2 separate regions of the Zea mays genome follow, and region 1 is linked to region 2. A link is a contact called in public Hi-C data. All regions are on one chromosome and are shown on one strand. Each heading gives the region's core, a stretch centred on a gene start, on an enhancer-like site or on the middle of the called end of the contact. The rest is flanking DNA. Distances are from core to core; before and after follow the strand shown. Region 1 holds the start of LOC100194384. Region 2 holds the start of LOC100191437 (Cation/H(+) antiporter 19).

What was found. Hi-C and Micro-C count contacts between places; a contact is called where the count stands out from the background.
Region 1: a contact with region 2 is called in a Hi-C map of tassel, with 3 times the contacts expected there. The contact joins the promoter of LOC100194384 here to the promoter of LOC100191437 in region 2. A contact is called at or near these places in 4 of 25 Hi-C or Micro-C datasets (ear, leaf and tassel).

Annotation. Positions count from the first base shown.
Region 1 is chr8:87,776,388-87,779,690 of Zm-B73-REFERENCE-NAM-5.0, forward strand. LOC100194384 reads right to left here and starts at 1,488. Exons shown (of 2, transcript NM_001139416.1): 1 at 1,085-1,488; 2 at 209-927. The coding sequence starts at 1,204. The coding sequence ends at 460.
Region 2 is chr8:87,512,536-87,516,210 of Zm-B73-REFERENCE-NAM-5.0, forward strand. LOC100191437 (Cation/H(+) antiporter 19) reads right to left here and starts at 1,266. Exons shown (of 2, transcript XM_008656014.3): 1 at 923-1,266; 2 at 1-843. The coding sequence starts at 1,114.

The sequences.
Region 1 (3,303 bases), core at 238-2,737, 260 kb after region 2:
TTTCTTAAAAACTAAGAAGCTGACATCTTCTAGCTAAAAGATAAAAACTAATTTCTTAAAAACTGGGTTGCTTACAAACATGATCTTACTCTTAAAATTTTTAGTCTGCCCTCAATAATTTTTTTTGTTGGAAACTTCTTAGCATTGTTTTGAAGTTGCTCTAATACTAGAATCTATCGTCTCTTAATCTAAAGTTCAACGCAAAACTGAAGAAGTCAGAACTTCCATATAGGAGCCGGCAACCTTCTTGGAGCAACGAATTTGAAAGAAAAACGCAGCTGCTGCAACTACATCTGGAAAATACCCCACAGACGGGAGAAGAAAACCAGGAACAATTATAGAAGCAAGCAGTTGATATTTGACCGACTAGTCCAGGCGCTTGGACAGGGTTTAATTTACTGACGTCTTGTGGTCCAAGCTTCTGAAGAAGAAACCCGCGTCGGCCTGAGGTAGCTAGCTTCAGGTGACGAGGTAGATGGGCATCACCGGAGCGCCTCCAGTGCCAAGGCTAGTGGACCTGAGGCTGACGTAGGGAACCGCCACTGCCGCGGCGCCAAGCTCGGCGGCGGCCAGGCGGCCGGACCGCACGGCCGGTGCCCAGCACGTGCACGCGGACGCGCCGCCGCCGTCGTCCCCGCCAGCATCGCAGTCGGTGAGGTACATAGGCACGGTTGGCGACGCGGGCGACCCGTACTGGGGAGGTGGAGCTCCTGCGGCGGGTCTGGTTGATGAGGGGCGCTTCCTGAAGAGATGGAGCGCGGCAGAGGCGGCGGAGCTCCACCACCGGCGGCGCTGCTGCTGTTTCTGCTGGCGGTGGTGCTTCTTGGCGATGGGCTTCTGTAGCTTGAACCGCGCGGAGTCCAGGGGCTTCAACTGCGCAGGCTGCTGGTGGCGCTGGCGCCTGCCCCACGGTCGCTTCGCCTCAGGCTGAGGGGAACAGAGGAACCACACCGCACGTCAACAAGATGCAAGAACGTAACCAGCGTCCAGCATGCAGCAGGCATGATTGGATCTTTGTTCCTTTTGGAAGAGGTCGATGCAATCATGTAGAGCAGTAGTGTAGTGTTGAGAACTAGAGATGGACCTGGGAGGGGAAGTGGAGGAGCTGCGGGTCGAAGCCGTAGTCGCTGAAGTGGTCCGACTCGGGCTCGGAGGCGGGCGCGGGGAACGGAGCACTCACGGCCGCCGCTCGCTTCTTCCCCATCGCCGCAGGGCCTCTCAGTTACCGCCGGTATGCTCTGTGCAGTGCCGTGCCGAGCCAGCCAGCTTCGCAGGGAAAGAAACGGAGCCCAGGGAGGTAGAAACAAGGAACCACGCCACCAACTCTTGTGTCTGTCTGTCTCTGGGAGTCTGGGATTTATTTTATTTTTGTTTCTGTTTTGTGAAAGGAGTCTGGGATTCGGAAAAGAAGGCCATGGAAGCTGCGATCTCGTTGAGTCGTTGTAAGTATTGAAGCGCGGCGGATGTTTGGGGAGATGGGCAAGCAAGCTCGAAGAGTGTTGAATTGAGTGAGCTGAGCTGGTGGGCAAAGGAACCGACCGGCCCAGCAGCCAGCAAAGTGACCGTTGCAGCTGCAACTGCTCCCGCTCCCACTCCCAAGCGCGGTCCCTTGAGAGCCTTTAATGGCAGCGGCGCCCTCCTTTTTCAAGCCTTTCTCCATTGCTCGTGCCTCCGCTACTTGAAGAGACAGACTGTAAAAGGGAGGCCGGTCTGTCCGTCAATCCTTTTGACCAACCAACCGGCAAGGCGACAATGCGTACCAGCGCACTCTGCCCTCTGCTTCTTTTTTTTCCCCCGGCATTTCCGGTTTGGGTCTTGCCTCCTTGAGAAAATAGTTCCTTAAAAAGTTTTATAGTGTTATTTCAAAACTGTAATATCGTATGAAATAAAAAAATATTAAACTTCTGCAAGGTTTTATTCTATTTTTTATCAATAAATACGGTCTATTTGGTTTACAGGTTAACCATATCTAAATTCATCCGTTCTAGTATCCGAACCTAATTAGGTCGTTTGGTTTGTATCGTCGATTCAAAATGTTTTCCATAAATACATTCCTAGCACCACTTTGTACTAGGCTATTAGTACAATGACAGTAGATTGCAACGGCACAAAGGTCATATTTTATGGTATAGTACAACACAGTATGACATGTGAGGGCTTAGATGCAAGCATCCTATCCACAAAAGAAAAAAAAATTAAAGCGGTGTCGTGGCTAGAGATGGCAATGGTACCCGCGATCCGATACCCGATGGGTATTTACTCCATTAGGGTATGTATGTGGGCTAAATATTCTACCTGTAGGTCTGTTATTGGGCAAAAATCTTCACCCAATGGGTAAACGGGTATTAGAACGTTCCGCCTTCACCCATACCCGTTAACCCGTGGGTATAAAATACCCAATATAAACTTTGCCCAAGCATGAACTTGGATTTTAGTCATCCAACTTTTTATTATTTAACAACAATTTAATGACCATGTAATGGAACATGTAATGTGCTATGTAGTACTATCATAGTGTTATTACTTTATCTAATTATCTTTGGTGTGTTGAATGGATGATTAAATGATGCTAGAAAATTTTGTAGCGGTATTTATATAGATATACTTGAAATTTGTATAGTATAATATTTTGATAGTAGTTTAATTTTTGTGGGTACGGGTGACCCAATGGATGACCCATACCCACATGAGTATGGGTATGGGGGTAAATCCATACCCGCCAGTGTATATGGGTGACCCGGTGGGATTATTTTTGCGTCGTGGGTATGAGTATGAGGTAGTAATACCCGGTGGGTATTTACCCATTGCCATCTCTAGTCGTGGCCGAAGGTATCTGAGTCACTAATTTCGTCAAAAAATAACAAGTTTTACGTAAAAGCGTCTGTTGTTCACTTGTTCTCAAATGCTGTGAATCAAGAACAAGGCAACATAATTGTTAATTATAACAGACCTTCATCTTCTGAAGTATTATCTCCACATGGGTATAATATTCATCAGACGAAGGTCAAGAAGGACATACTTCATCATTTAATATATGAATATGAACGCAAAAGGATGTAGACAATAACTGTATCTTGTTGATTCATTTATATTTGCATTCCACAAAACATATATGAGTATTAACAGAATTCATATTACATTGATACCTTCGGCTTGCTCGAAGGTGAAGACAAGAGAGAGTGATTATAATCCAGCGCGAACAGTATGGTGCTACTGTTCATCTATTTATAGGTACGAGACATAACCCGGGTAAAAGTACATTTATGTCCCTGACATCTATTTATAATCATAACATGAATCATT
Region 2 (3,675 bases), core at 16-2,515:
GAGGACTAGGAGGGCCCACGAGTCACCGCCCTTTATGGTCATTACGTTCGTCTTGAGGCCGCTGGACACGAAGTAGAGCGGCAGGAACAGGCCAGATATGAGGTCCTCCACCTTCTCCAGGAGAACCCCGGCGAACGGCCCGTCCTTAGGGACGATGATGCCGACAATGAACGCTCCAAAGAGCGCGTGGATGCCAATGGCATCGGTGGCGAATCCGGCGGCAAGCACGATGGCCAGAGTCGCGCATATGTAGAGCTCCTTCACTGGCTCGCCTTCAGGGGATCGCCGTGCCATCCAGGTGAGGCCCGGGCGGAGCAACAAGAACGCCGCGAGGACAAAGCCAGTTCCCGCTAGCAGCACCCATAACGAGACAAGAGGGGAACCGGTGCCTGACAAAGCGATGGCCAGGGCCAGAAGTATCCACGCAACGACGTCGTTCACGGCGGCAGCTGACATGGCCATGCGCCCGAGGTCGGTGGTGAGCAGCTTGAGCTCGGCGAGAATGCGTGCCAGCACCGGGAACGCCGTGATGGAGAGCGCGACACCCATGAAGACGAGGAACGGAGCCGTGGGCACGCCGCGGGCGACGGTGTGCTGGAGGACAAAGGAGGTGCCGATGCCCATGATGAAAGGAAGGGAAATGCCGGCGACCGCGATGACGAGGGCCGTGCTCCCAGTGTGTCGTATGGCGCGGAGGTCCAGCTCGAGGCCCACCAGGAAGAGGAAGTAGAGGAGGCCAATGTTGGCGATGGTATCAAGAACGGTTAGGCTCTGCTTCGGGAACACGGTGTTCAGGAAGGCGGTGCTGCGGCCCACCGCCGACGGACCAAGAAGAATCCCGCCCTGATCATTATTCATTATTATAGAATATTAATTAATTATTTACAAATGCAGATTGAAATCAACCTAGCGAAGCACTCACGATGATCTCCGCGATGACGCGCGGTTGCCGCAGCGGGCGGAGGATGAAGGCGAGCACGCGGGTGAGCACGACGACAATGCAAATTTGCAGGATGGCGAGCGGGAGTGCCGAGTGTAGCGGGTTCTCTCCCTGGAACACGCCGTCCGACGTTGCCTTCATGGGCTTCAAGGCCTCCGCTGTCGCGTTGTCCATTGCCGTCCTAAAGTGCGAGTCGCCCTCCCTCCCCTTCGTCTCGTTTCCCTCCCCCACCCGTGTTAGCCTACGACCAAGGGGGAAGGGGCGATGGATAGGAGGCTTAGGCTAAAGAGGGGAGGTAGACTCGTGGGCTCGTGGCGCTCTCTGCATGCACGTACCTATTTCTTGCAAACTAGCTTAGTATTTTTAGGCATTCATGTAAACGATAGTAACAAGGGGATGAAATGACCTGACCAAAATTAAATCCGTTCAAACTTATAATGTTTTGAGATATAAATACGATAAAGGTAGATTTATCTTGAATGATTCATTAATAGTGTTTGTTTGAGAAATGAAGTGATTTATCTTCTTCTCACTCCTCACTTTTTTATTTGGTTTGTGTAATAGAATGAGTTCATCCATCACCACCCCATTCCTCATAAGCTAATAATTAGTATATACATGAGGAGTGTGTTGATTCCACCAAAATTGATGGAATAAACTTATGATGCATCACCTCATAAAGCATAGAGTGACTCCACAAACCAAACACACCATAAAAGTAGTGCCACACTCCTATAGTTAACCACTTATACTCAATGGTTTACTATGTAAAAGCATCTGGTTTTTCTTCAGCAAAGATAGCGTTTGTCGAGTGCTATAACACATCGGTATGTCAAGTATGAGGCACTCGCATACGTAGACACTCGACAATTTTTTTGTCTAGTGTTAAGCACTCGGCTGTAAGGAAAATGGACCCCGAGTCATTTGGCTAAGTGATTTGGTGTTTGACGATCAACATAACCTTGTAGACTAATGTGTTTGCTAGTGTTTGTTTTTATAGTTCATAGGATGCGAAGAGGATTGGACTGAGACACTGAGAATGCAACACCTCAAAAAAAGACATAAAAGATGTATAGAAGTCCAAGACTCAAGAAGAAAAGAAGTCCAAAAGAAATAGTGAAGAAATTCATGAATTGGGCAGTCAGCCAGCGCTATGGTGGCGCACCAATAAAGAAACATTTGTCGAGTGTCTTTTTTATACACTCGCCAAAGTGTACTTATTTTTTTCTTTTTACTCCCAATCTTTTTGTACTGTGTTCGCATAGTACTTGGAACAACATATTTAATTTTGGCATATTTCTAGAAGTGTTTGATATATTTAGTAAATTTTTATTTAATTAAATTTCTTCAAAAATTCAAATTTGAATTGTAAGTCATCCGAATAATGGAAAAAATAAATAAAAATGATATTCATGTTATTAAGTATACGTTGAGGACGTTTCTAGGAACACATTAGAAATTTCGAATATCATGTTCATAAAACATGACCAAGAACTTACGGTCCAATTGTTTTTAAATTGTATAAAAAGCAAATAAAGTCAGAAAATTATGAAACATGTTGATATGTCATGATCTATATGTGGAGGCTGTGATAAAAAAATTGACAAGACTTCAATCAACTTTGTCACGTACGACGCTTTGCACCTAGTCAGCCATAACATGATATCATGAAATTTATTCAGAGATTATTGTGTTTGTATGTATTGTAGTGACAAATTCCATGAAACATTATTATTTTTTTATCATAGCCTCCATATATGATGTCATGATATCTCGATAAGTTTCATGATTTTCTAACTTTGTTTAGTTTTTATACAATTTAAAAAACTGGACCACAAGTTTTCGTGGTCATGATTTTCTAACTTTGTTTAATATTTTGGAATTTCTGTAGATAATTGGACAATTCCCTATGTAACAATTTGGTATATTCGGTCGACACTAGACTGGGTATTATTGTGTTATGCAGTTTCAATCGTCCCGTGAGGTTTCGTTGAAGTCGAGATCAAAGTTAAAGTGATGTTCTCGAGAGAGAATTTTTAGTGCCTCCCATTCATACCACCCTCTAGTCGCCTCATTGGCACTTCACTTAAAGTCCTGTAATTATCCTGTGTATAGTGCATGTCGGGAATATAGTTGGTAGCTAGGAGTATAACCGTACTTAGGTCCACCAACCCTTGGCTATCCCTATAAATACTCTTATCCTGTAGCCGGACAGGACACACTTGACAAGACAATTGCTCTCTCAGCTCACTATTTTGCCATGCCCCTTTCGCACCGCTCCCGAGCGTTTTGGGTCCACGGTTTTCTGTCCCAACACCGACCTTCGTTGGTAATAACAAACAATTTAAATTTGAGTTGAGTTGGTTCCACGGTGAAGGTTTTGTTGACCGGATTATTGAAATTTGGCATAAAACGGTCAAAGGAAATAATTTTGTCCAAAGGTGGAACAACAAGCTAAGTGACTTACGTAGGTACCTACAGGGATGGGCTACACAAACTACCAATGAATACAAAAAAAGGAAACAAGAACTCCAAAATACTATTTGCCTACTAAACACAACTAATGAGGTTCGTGATTTGAATGATGAGGAGCAGAAACATCTAGCTCATTCTCGAGATCACCTGACAAAGCTTCTCAAATAAGAGGACATCAAATACTATCAACGCACAGTTGAAGGATACGTTGCTTAGGACAACAACACAAGATACTTTCAGATGGTTGCCAATGGAGATAG